2 separate regions of the Gossypium hirsutum genome follow, and region 2 is linked to region 1. A link is a contact called in public Hi-C data. All regions are on one chromosome and are shown on one strand. Each heading gives the region's core, a stretch centred on a gene start, on an enhancer-like site or on the middle of the called end of the contact. The rest is flanking DNA. Distances are from core to core; before and after follow the strand shown. Region 1 holds the start of LOC107940571 (protein trichome birefringence-like 6). Region 2 has its middle 13 kb from the start of LOC107925622.

Evidence for each region. A called contact is a pair of places that touch in the nucleus more often than the background predicts.
Region 2: a Hi-C map of leaf shows a contact between it and region 1, with 1.9 times the contacts expected there. The contact joins the enhancer-like site here to the promoter of LOC107940571 in region 1. A contact is called at or near these places in 2 of 34 Hi-C or Micro-C datasets (both in leaf).

Annotation. Positions count from the first base shown.
Region 1 is chrA12:84,704,725-84,710,658 of Gossypium_hirsutum_v2.1, forward strand. LOC107940571 (protein trichome birefringence-like 6) reads right to left here and starts at 2,719. Exons shown (of 5, transcript XM_016874015.2): 1 at 1,684-2,719; 2 at 1,189-1,381; 3 at 904-1,094; 4 at 547-705; 5 at 1-458. The coding sequence starts at 2,390. The coding sequence ends at 119. It also overlaps the pseudogene LOC107940570.
Region 2 is chrA12:84,989,521-84,995,454 of Gossypium_hirsutum_v2.1, forward strand. It overlaps the pseudogene LOC107925522. Among protein-coding and RNA genes, the nearest start is that of LOC107925622, 13 kb to the left of the region's middle. Within about 2 kb of position 3,336, at least 6 of the 9 cell types and tissues checked have an H3K27ac peak or open chromatin away from gene starts, as enhancers often do. A contact at or near this core is called in leaf, where this site is marked.

The sequences.
Region 1 (5,934 bases), core at 1,469-3,968:
CAGTTAAATATTCTCAAATCGCATTTGAAAAGATATCTCCTAAAATATTACATTTTGCATGATATTTCACAATATTACAAGGTAAAAATAATTAAAAGAATAATATGTGTTAAAAAGATCACAATCTAATTTTTGAGTGATACTTGGATTTTTCTTTGGATTGCAAATGGAAAAACAAAATTTCATTCCATGTATCTGGAACACCGGGAAGGCACCAATGGCTACAATCTTGAATGTTGGAAGAGTAACGAGTCCCTGGTTTTTTCCCGTATATTGACGGATGACCATCGATTCTATACGCAGATACACCGGTTACATTCAGTAACGTTACCGGAGTTTTCATCTGCAAAATGACCTCTTCCACAATTCTGTTCTTCTCAGGGTATTCCATGCCTGAAGTGTCATTAAGAGGCCAAGTAGCTTCCATACAATGGCCGCCTGAATTCCATAGTCCTCCCCTGTAACCGATAAAAGTAGATGTTATTTTCTTTGTTTTAGGTCGGCTGATCCAAGATGTTAAAGGGAAAGCGTAGAACAGCAGCAAACCTGAAATGGGACGGAGCCAAATTCCGAAAGAAAACTCGGGTTTTCCTCGGATTAATGTGTCTATCAACCCATCCTGCCCATGTCATCAAAGCTTTTCTAAAAGCTGTGGAAACATCAAGCTTGGGATGTACTTGGTTCCCTTCTTGATAATAGTTGATCCTAAAATATAAAAAAAAATACCCAATAGAAGGATATATAAATGTTTAGCTCACTATCACAACGATGTCATCCTAATTCTTACAAGGGAACTAAACATTCAGACAACCTTGTTTGAACTTCCCTAGCTTACAGTCAATGCAAGATTGAAAACCATACATGACAAGACTGGAAGAGCCACAGTTCGATAATGGAACTAACCCGGCTTTTGTTTTGAAATGAGACCACCAATGTGCAGTGTTGAAGACCACAATATCAGCTCCTTTCCATTTAGAAGAACCGTGATCGATGGCATCGATCCGTAAAGTCGGCCTCCGTTTTTGCCTTATTCTTGCCTTGCTTTCATGAACTAGAAAATGAGAAACATAGTATTCAATTGTACATTTGTAATCCTGCAAAGAAAAACAACCTCAATAATTCAACTATGCCTCAAATTTTCAAACATATGAACAAGTTCATTGAACTTTAAACAATCAATTAAATTACCACAAATTTGAAGCTATAATTCCCTTTCTCTTTGGTGATTCTTCTTCCATGAGTTTCATAGACCTTCTTAGGATCTTTTACAGCTGACATTAACATACAAAGCATGGATTCCCATTGGTTTCTATTAATTGAATCCCCCACAAAGACCAGTCTTTTCCCACTGATCAAATCCAGCATTTTTGCAGCATTGAACCTACATAAAAAAGAAGAAAGAAAGAGTCTTTGCTTGCATCAATTGCTAGATTCTTTGAGGAAGGTCGACCTTTAGGAGAAGTTTTCGAACTATCTTATGCCGGATAATCGGCCAAACCCCAACAATGTCAGGTATCTTTTTGGTGGGAACTTTATCTCCCGTGATCTACCGAAGCAAGCATACCTTATCTTCCATTGTTGGGGTCAGAACGGCATTAAATAATCGACACATTCAAAACTTCTCTTAAAGGAATCCACCTTCAACAATATCCAAGAAAGTATCAAGTAAATCAATCTTTTTACCTAGGAAAATCACAGTCTTGTGGTTGCCATTTCCACTTCATGTAATCCTTATCTTGCCTTCCATTGGTGCCACAATTAAAACCTTCATCAATGAAAGGACATGATCCATTTGTGTAGAGTGGATAGCTCTCATCGTAAACCCACTTCCCCTTCGTTACATCACAGCCATTCATCTTCTTCTCCTCCATTTTCCCATCACCTTGAGCTTTAAATTCATCAACTGAACTCACTTTTGTCATCTTCAGTTCTTTGTGTTCCTTTAGAAGCTCAAGTTTATCATCAACTTCAATGTCTTCTTCCATTGTAGGTGCAGGTGTATCCTCTTCAGCATCCTCAATTTCACCATCACCATCACCATCACCATCACCATCTTCTACAACTTCACCTTCACTTTCTTGTCTCTGGATCTGCTTAAAAACTGAAAATTTTACAGACCTAGATTCATTTTCAGGTTTCAAAAAATGGGTCGAATGGTTTACACTCTGTAAAGAACCATTGCTACTGAAACTACTTGAGCTCTCTATGGTTATGGGTTTATGATTAAAAAGTGGTTTATTGAACTGAAAATGGGTTTCTCGATGGATTGAAGGGTTAGATTTGATGACCCAAGTAAATAAAAGAACCAAGAAGATTAAAGAAGAAGAAATTGTGAAAGAAAACACTAAGAATCTAGTGGATTTCAATGAGAAACTTCTTTGTTTCTCCATCAATGGAAGCTTCACAAGTAAAAATGCTTCAAAAAAAAGGAAAAATAGTTTAAAAGAATAGTTTTTCAATGGGATTAGGTAGAGGAAACTTATCAGAGATGCATGTAAGCATGTTAATGAATAGATGAGGATAAAAGTACGAAATTATCAAAAGAAACGACTGTAAAATAATTGACCATTAGTGTTTTTAGTTTACCAAACACAAAAAATAATAATAATAATAATAATAACCAAATAGTTTAACAGGGAAAAAATATAGAAATCGAGAATTACTAGAATATGAACCACTTCTCCACACGACACGAGAGACATAGCTGGCGGCAACAATAAGCCATATATGAGATATATATATAGGGTTAATATAATGTTTAGCCCCTGAACTTCTCAATTAGGTCCGCTTTGATATTTATACTCCTTTTGGTTTACTTTTATATTTAAACTTGGTAATTAGTTCCTTGACCTTGGATTCTTAAAGATTTGAGGGTTCAACACTTTAAGATTGTGCCATGTTATCAAAGTTTTTAAATATAATTGATGTTCGAATTAGTTAGACCACTAGTTCACGATTCAACTGATCAATCCAGTTTTAGCCCATTCGATTGATTTCGAGTGGTTCGCTCAAAAGTCAATTCAACTTTTTGTCCAAAGTAGTATCCTAGTCGATTTCTGGTCCAATATGTTTGGCCGGTCCACTCCAACAATCGTACCTATCATCACTTGAAAATTAAAAAGAAATATATTTTTTAAAATTTTTAGGTAATAGGATGGCACAATCTCAAAGCGTCACGTTATCAGACATTTACATATACCAAACACAAGGACCAAAATTAAATATCAAAGTGAGCTAAAAAGAATATAAGTATCAAAATGAAGCTTAAGTACTAAAAGTTATACTAACCCTAGTGGTGGGCAATGTTGAATATATTAGGGAGGCTGTGCAATTAAAGTTAGATAAGACATATAGCAAAGCGATGTTGAATATATTTGACAAATCTGAATCCATCCTTAAATTTTGTCTATAGTGTTTTTAAGATTATTAAGCATTCTTTGCTTGTGTTTTAAGTCAAATAAAAAAAAGTGATGTTAAGTAATAATTATTTTATTATTTTTCATTAAGGAAAAAGAAATTTTATTTGTATATGATCCCTTCTGTGTCAAGGGATAAAGATATTTATTAAAAATTAATCAATAAATTTATTTGGAATGCACATGCCTAAACTTAGGGTCCTCTAAACCCTATGAAACCAAAAACAGAATATCATAAATTAAATTAATTAATTTTTTTTTGCCATAATTAATCAATCATTTAAGTGGAAAATTATTTCCAATAAATTAAGTGGATAATTTTCCGACCAATTACATGTGTCAAGCTGGTTTCAAGTTTAAATCATGTGATAATTTTGCAAGTTAAATCATCTCAAACAAAATTTTCAAAGTTTTGACTAAATAAATTTAAGTTAGGATAAATAATGTTAAAATCTAATCGAATTGACTAATTAAATTGATCATCAATGATCTAACTAGTCACATAAAACCAAATACAAACTAAATCATTAAAGCCAATAAAAAAACATTGATTTATGTGTAGTCCTGTTCAAGGGCCAAATGACTTGCCCAACCCAGCCTGACTTGAGTGACACTCTCAAATACGTTTCATAAAAATTATACATGCATACGAGATTTAGCTTTAAAATTTACATTATGCGAATGAAAATGTACCATTTCACAATTAAATGGGGATTTTTCACCTGGACCCGATTCAACCAGCCCAGCCCAAATTCAATTTACATAATAAAAAATAAATATTAAAAAATTTTACTTAATAAAAAATATATAAAATATCCACAAAAAATATTTTATTAATTTTAAAAAGTAAAACCCGCTTTTTGAAGGGGCTGAGCTTGAACAACGAACATATTGACCGTATTGCCCTAGCATTCAAATCTTTTGCAACTTAAACAATCAAATCCAGAGTTTAAAATAGAGTAATAAAAATATCATCGTATTTTGTCACAATTTGCTTCAGACCCCCCCAACAATCCCCAGTTTCTGAATTTCGAGTTTTCTCAACTATAAACTAATACATGACTAAACGTTTTCTCATAAACTTACAACTAGATAGCTGGCAATGACCGGAAAACGAGGGCCGTTTACGTTGATTTTAGATCACAGATCACATACCGTGGTGCCGGTGCATTAAGAATTCAAACCAAATGGCATTCTGGGGGTTTTGATATTATATGATGTCTGCAGCGATCATCTGGGATTATGAAAGTATGAACTGAAATTCGCAGCATTTGCTGTTTAGGTGCCACTCATCATGACTCCCCCTCGGGGGTTGAAGCTCAGTAATGTAATCTACAAAGTACAAACACATGATCCGCAACAGAAATTAAGTCAGTGAAACTGTTGCTCAATTAACTATAGCGAATATAAAGACTAGAAAGAACGGAGGTGTCAGTTAAATTACCACATTAATGACCTTGTCTTGGAATAGAACTGTCCACTTTCAATATCTTCAGCCAGCTCCGCACCACCACCTCCACTGGCGGCAACTGCTTTGTTTTCAATATCTGTAACTTCTTTGCCCTCTCCGTCTTTGTTCTTACCAATATCTGCACTCACTTCAGAAGTGTTTGACACACACTGCTTTTGAAGCCATCTATCAGTTTCCCAAAGGACATGCATGATGCTTTCTCAAGCAGAATAGCCATGGCTCTCAAAGGGTAGAATAACAAGGCGACAGAGAGCTCCATGACCCTTCAGGGCATTGAAGAAACGATCCGACTGCATCGTATGGATATGGCCAACAAGTAGGTAAGCAAACAAAGGAAGAGATTAATATCTAAAAAGAAATGGGTAACAGGTTCTGCTTTTCTATCAAGGAGACAGAGAGGGCTATCTAAAATAGCATAATTCGTACGAGGGTGTGGGAAGCCATGTACCTGCATGGTTAATGTTCCCGGGTTGTTGTCTTCTTCTCCATGGATAAGCAAGATAGGCTTCTTGATTCTGTTTGCAGACATGAATGGACTCATCTCTACATAAGTATTAGTTGCCTCCCAAAGTGTTCTATCCTCATTCTGCGCCAAAAAGAGGAAGGAAGCCATAAATCCACCAATGAGAAATGAAGAAAGAGAAGAAAGGACAGAAATGGGCATTGAATTAAATACATTCAAATGCTTGAGTTCACTACCTGAAAACCGAAAGGTGTAAGGGTTCTATTGTAAGCTCCAGACCGAGCAATGCCACAACAGAAAAGGTGAGGAGCATGTGCGAGAAGGTTTGCAGTCATAAATGCTCCATAGGAATGTCCTCCTACAGCGATTTTGTTAGGATGCGCTACCTAAACACATGCAGCATGAGAAAAGCTCAAGTCAGAACTTTATAACCGGTATGCTGCAACAGGATGATGATTTGTATGGGAATGAAAGATATACGCACTCCACGTCGGATAACTTCCTCAACAGCTGCCTCTGCACTTGCAACCAGTTGCTCTACATACCTACACAGATAATGATATGATGGGATAGGATATACATAC
Region 2 (5,934 bases), core at 2,086-4,585, 290 kb after region 1:
TTATATTCATGTATGCTTCTAAGTTATAACTCTCTTTCATCAATGGATGTTTTATTTTATAAAAAAATATTATTTTGTTATTTTTAGATTAATTCTATTTTTTTAATACAATGTTTATAAATATTCGTAGCCCCTCCCAACCTATATAAATAGGAGTGTGGGTGAACAAAATTTGATTCGATTCGAAAAAATCGAATTTTTTTTTTAAATTTTGAGTTAATCAAATTGAGTTATTTGAATTATTTGAGTCAATTCAAATAAGTCAATCCAAATAACTCAATTCGAGTTTTGAGTTCAAGTTGAGTTAAATTTTACAATTTGAATAACTCGAATAATTCAAATAATAAATTGGTGTAAATACCCTTTTAATCTCTATCAACTTTGAAAATAAACAAATTGGTCTCTCTCACAACAAAAGTTACAAAAAAAATCAAAATAATTTTCAAAATTCAAAATATTTATAAAAATTTCAAATTTTATATTTTAAAAAAATTATAAAAATATATAAAAAACTTAAAATTTTAAAAAATTTCTAAAATAATAATTTTGGGACCTAATTAATGATTCAAATTTTTAAATATCTTATTTTTTTTATTTTGCTTTGAATTTTTTAAAAAATATATATGGTTTCAGATTTATGTGCTCTAATATGAAATTAGTTATATTGTAACAATTTTTTTTGACATGTTTAATTTTTTTTAATTTAACTCGAACAATTTCACTTGATTCAAAAAATTTTCAAATTAAGTTAGGACGATAAAATAAGACTCGTGAACTCGAAATTTTTTCACTCGATTTGATCAAGCGCTCACCTTAAATAGGAGGATATTGCGCTTCAGCACACTCAAAATCACATTATCTTATACTAATAACAATATTCATATCAATTAAGTTAATACTCAATCAGTAATTCTATTATTTATTTTCATTTTAAAATGATAATAAAAAAAATTGGACGTAAATCTCTTTTTGTTTAAAAAATTACAAACGGTGAAATCTTAATAAATAAAAAGAATCTGTCAGTGGCAACATGAGACTTTTTCACTTTCAAAAACATCACTCCTTCCCACCTTTTTTTTTAAAATAAAAATTATTTTAACTAATGTTATGTGACATATTACGGCGCCCATAAATAAAATTCAGAACTAAAAACTAAAATATTCAAGTAATTAATATTTTTTTTTCCTTAAATCTGTTGAGAAAATAAATAAAAATGTTTTACTTTAGCAGTTAAAAGATAACATGTGGGCATGGCATGTAATGATCAAAAAGTTAAGTCCCATTACATTGCATTACCAATTGCCATTGTTTAGCCCAAAGTTTCCACCTTTATAAATACCATACAATTCCCCTACATTAGCCTTTGTACCATAAATAATAACCCACTTTCAATTTCAGAAAAACGAAAATGGGTATTGGCAGCCTCACATTGCCTTCACCACCTCAATTCATTATCCTCTCCCTTCTTCTCTTGTGTGCTTTTGGTGAAGCCGTTGATCCATTTGCTTGTGACCCGAAAGATGCGGTGACGGCTGGCTTTCCTTTTTGCAAGGTTTCGATGCCGATGTCGGATAGAGTGAATGACCTTGTAGGGAGGTTGACGTTGCAAGAAAAAGTAAGGTTGTTGATAAACGGTGCGGCACCAATTCCACGGTTGGGGATCAAAGGGTACGAATGGTGGTCGGAAGCTCTTCATGGGGTCTCTGATGTGGGTCCTGGGACTAAGTTCGGTGGGGCATTCCCTGGTGCAACTAGCTTCCCTCAAGTAATCACGACTGCTGCTTCTTTCAATGCTACGTTATGGGAAGCTATTGGACTAGTAAGTTCTTATTCTTTTTGTCATCTTAAAGATTAAAAAAATTAAAATAATATTGTTGATTGTTTTTCGAGATCTATATATTTATATAATATAAATATTATTCATTGACATGATATGTTTAGTAGCTTTTATGCCTATAGACATATATTTATAAGTTCTTATACACATAATCTCACAAAAAAATTAACTCGATCTATACACTCATTATAATTCAACGCAAACTAATTAAATTTTAGACCGATAATGATAATTATTGGGTATATGTAGAATTATTTTAGAAAAAGAAAGGTGACAAGTGGATTGAATGATAATTTTATGAGCTATTGAGAAGTTAACTTTGTATGACATAGCCTCTTCTATTAGTATGGTAGATATGTCAGCTTCCTCAATTGTGGATTTAAAAAATTGCAATATGCTTAATTTCTTTTTATATTTCACTATACTTTGACAGACAGTCATACCTCAGTACTATTAGATGAAGTAATATTATCCATAAAGCTATCATCATCACTTAAATTTGATGACTGAGTCTTAACTTAATTAATATATGTATTATTATTTATATAAAAAGATATAGATTCGAATATATTAAAGTATATTATTTTTTTATTTATAAATTAAAAATTATGAATAATTTTAAACATTATATTAAAAATAATATATACTAAATTTTTAAATATATATTAGATATTTGTGTTTCACACTTTGATACAAATAGATTAAAGATTATAAACGTCATGGCTAGCTTTATGCTTTTCTTGAACTCCAAGACAAAGAAGGTAAGATCCATGTCTCGCAATTTGCTCATTTCACAGTGTTATGATTGGTTCACAAAATCATCAATCTTGCAAGTGGAATCATTATTATTGGATAGCATTCCAGGCAACTTGCAAGCGTAATTTTACCACAAATAAATAATTAATTTGTTTTATGGGATGGGCGGCGGCAGGTGGTGTCGGATGAGGCAAGGGCTATGTACAACGGTGGATCAGCTGGACTCACGTACTGGAGTCCGAATGTCAACATATTTAGGGACCCACGTGGGGCCGTGGACAGGAGACGCCTGGTGAAGATCCGGTTCTGGCCGGTACATATGCAGCCTATTACGTGAAGGGATTACAGGGAAATGACGGTGATAGGTTGAAAGTGGCGGCGTGTTGTAAGCACTTCACTGCCTATGATCTCGATAACTGGAATGGTGTTGATAGGTTCCACTTTAATGCACAGGTCAGTTCAATTTTTGGTAAAATATCATAACAAGTCGCTCTTTATTTTTATAATTGATCACTTTTTCATTTACAAAACTATAAGGGCAAGGATTAAAGGGATCCATTTAATAGTAAATGGATTAATTTGATAAGATTCTTACAATATAAGGATCTGTCAAGCAATTTTACTATTAAGCTTTTTTACTAGGATATGTACTTTATTAGTTTTATAACTTTCATATGATATTGATGGGTGTAGTGCAATTATTGGACTGGGGGTATGGATATTGTAAATAGTGACAATTAATTTTTCGTGATAAGATCACCTTGGAAAATGTAGCTGTAGTTTTCAAGATGTAGGTGAATGGGGCCAACCTTGGGATTTTACCAGCTGGAATAATCAATTTTCTCCTCAACCACCTTGCTTCATTTTTATTTTTTATTATAATTTAATTTTCACTAATATTATTAAAATTGAAATTAAAACGGGATGGAACGGAAATGAATACATCTAACACCTATAAAAATGATAAATGATTTTTGATATTATAATCTATAGTGAAACGATATAAATGGTGAAATAAAACGAACCAATTATAAAACAATAATATCGTGAATTTGAATAAAGAAAGCTGAAATATGGACCACAAAGGATGGCATATTCTCGACTGTCTAAATTAAATCTTTGTCTGATATCATTTAAATATATTAAATCTTTTTATCCAAATGCTCTGCTTTTTTCCAGTTCCTTCCAGAATAAAAATTCAGACAATGAAACAAAGGGAAAGATTTATAATAATAAAATAAGACAGGCTTGTTCGATTCTCACGTGGGTTCTCACACGTTTATGCAGGTAAGCAAACAAGACATAGAGGACACATTTGATGTACCCTTCAAAATGTGTGTACAAGATGGCAATGTAGCCAGTGTTATGTGCTCTTACAATGAAGTTAATGGTGTCCCTACCTGTGCCGATCCTAATCTCCTGCGAAACACAGTACGAGGTCAATGGAAACTCGATGGGTAAGTCAATCATTTTAAGACATATCAGTTTAATGATCCCTGTTTTTCATGTTGGTCTGGTTTTTACAGGTACATTGTTTCGGATTGTGATTCAGTTGGTGTGTTTTATAATACCCAACATTACACAACAACACCGGAACAAGCAGCTGCTGATGCCATTAAAGCTGGTTTGGATTTGGATTGTGGACCATTTTTGGCACAACATAGTGAAGATGCTGTGAAACAAAAGTTGTTGAATGAGGTTGATATTAATAATGCTTTAGTTAATACCCTTAGAGTTCAAATGAGACTCGGTATGTTCGATGGTGAGTCGTCTGTGCAACCATTTGGGAAGTTAGGACCGAAAGACGTGTGCACTCCTTCGAACCAAGAGCTAGCGTTGGAAGCTGCGAGACAGGGGATTGTTTTGCTTAAAAACCGCGGTGTTTCGTTGCCTTTGTCTCATCGACGTCACCGAACAGTTGCCGTTATTGGGCCTAATTCCGATGCTACTGTTAGCATGATTGGAAACTATGCTGGTACACCATTATGATAATGATTTTGTTTCCCTTTGTTGTTAATGGGATATGGACAATTGAACTTATGTATTAATGTTTAATGATTAGGTGTTGCTTGTGGATACACTTCTCCTTTGCAAGGAATAGGGAACTATGTGAAAACGATTCACCAACTCGGATGTGCCAATGTTGCTTGTTGAGATGACAAGTTATTTAGTGCTGCGATTGATGCTGCTCGTCAAGCAGACGCGACAGTTCTAGTAATGGGGCTCGATCAATCGATTGAAGCAGAATTCAGAGATAGAACAGGGTTGCTTTTGCCAGGGCGCCAACAGGAACTTGTTTCAAAAGTAGCCAAGGCTTCCAAGGGTCCGACGGTACTGGTTTTAATGTCAGGTGGGCCTATCGATGTTTCTTTCGCTAAAAACGACCCTCGTATTGGTGCCATTTTGTGGGTTGGTTATCCAGGCCAAGCAGGAGGGGCCGCTATAGCCGATGTATTGTATGGTACAACCAATCCAGGGGGCAAGTTGCCTATGACATGGTACCCACAAGATTATGTTTCAAATTTGGCAATGACGGACATGGCCATGCGTTCGAGTACGCATAGGAATTATCCTGGAAGAACTTATAGGTTCTATAAAGGTCCCGTAGTGTACCCATTTGGCCACGGATTGAGTTACACCAACTTCGTACACACCATTGTTAATGCACCTCTTGTTGTCACAGTCCCTCTCGACGGCCACCGCCGTTCAGGAAACGCAACCGTTTTAGGTAAGGCAATCAAAGTTAACCATGCAAGATGCAACAAGCTATCGGTAGGTCTTCAAGTAAACGTGAAGAATACCGGATCCAAGGACGGCACTCATACAATACTAGTATTCTCGATTCCGCCTGCAGGGCACTGGGCTCCTTCGAAACAGCTGGTGGCTTTTGCGAAAGTGTATGTTTTGGCAAGGTCCGAACAACAAGTAGGGATCAGTATCCATGTGTGCAAGTTTCTAAGTGTCGTGGACCGATCAGGGGTTCGAAGAATCCCGATCGGTTTACACCATATACATATTGGCGACGTTAAGCATTCGGTATCCCTTGAGGCTGCAACTTTAGGGGTGATCAAATCATAGGCAAAATGAGTATGACATTGCTAAACAATAGCAAAATTCATTTCCTTATGTCACCATTATATTGTGGAGCATTAATTAGTCCATAGTAAGTAAGAAGAAAATGGAGAAGGGGAAAGGAACAGAATTGTTTCTTAGAAAGGAAGCTTTGTATTCTTGTGATTGGAGAGAACTTAATTGTATGTGGAAGAAGCATAAAACCGAAAGTGGTTGTCTCTACCAATTACATTTAATTGAATCAAATTTAAAAGTAATTTGTTATTGAT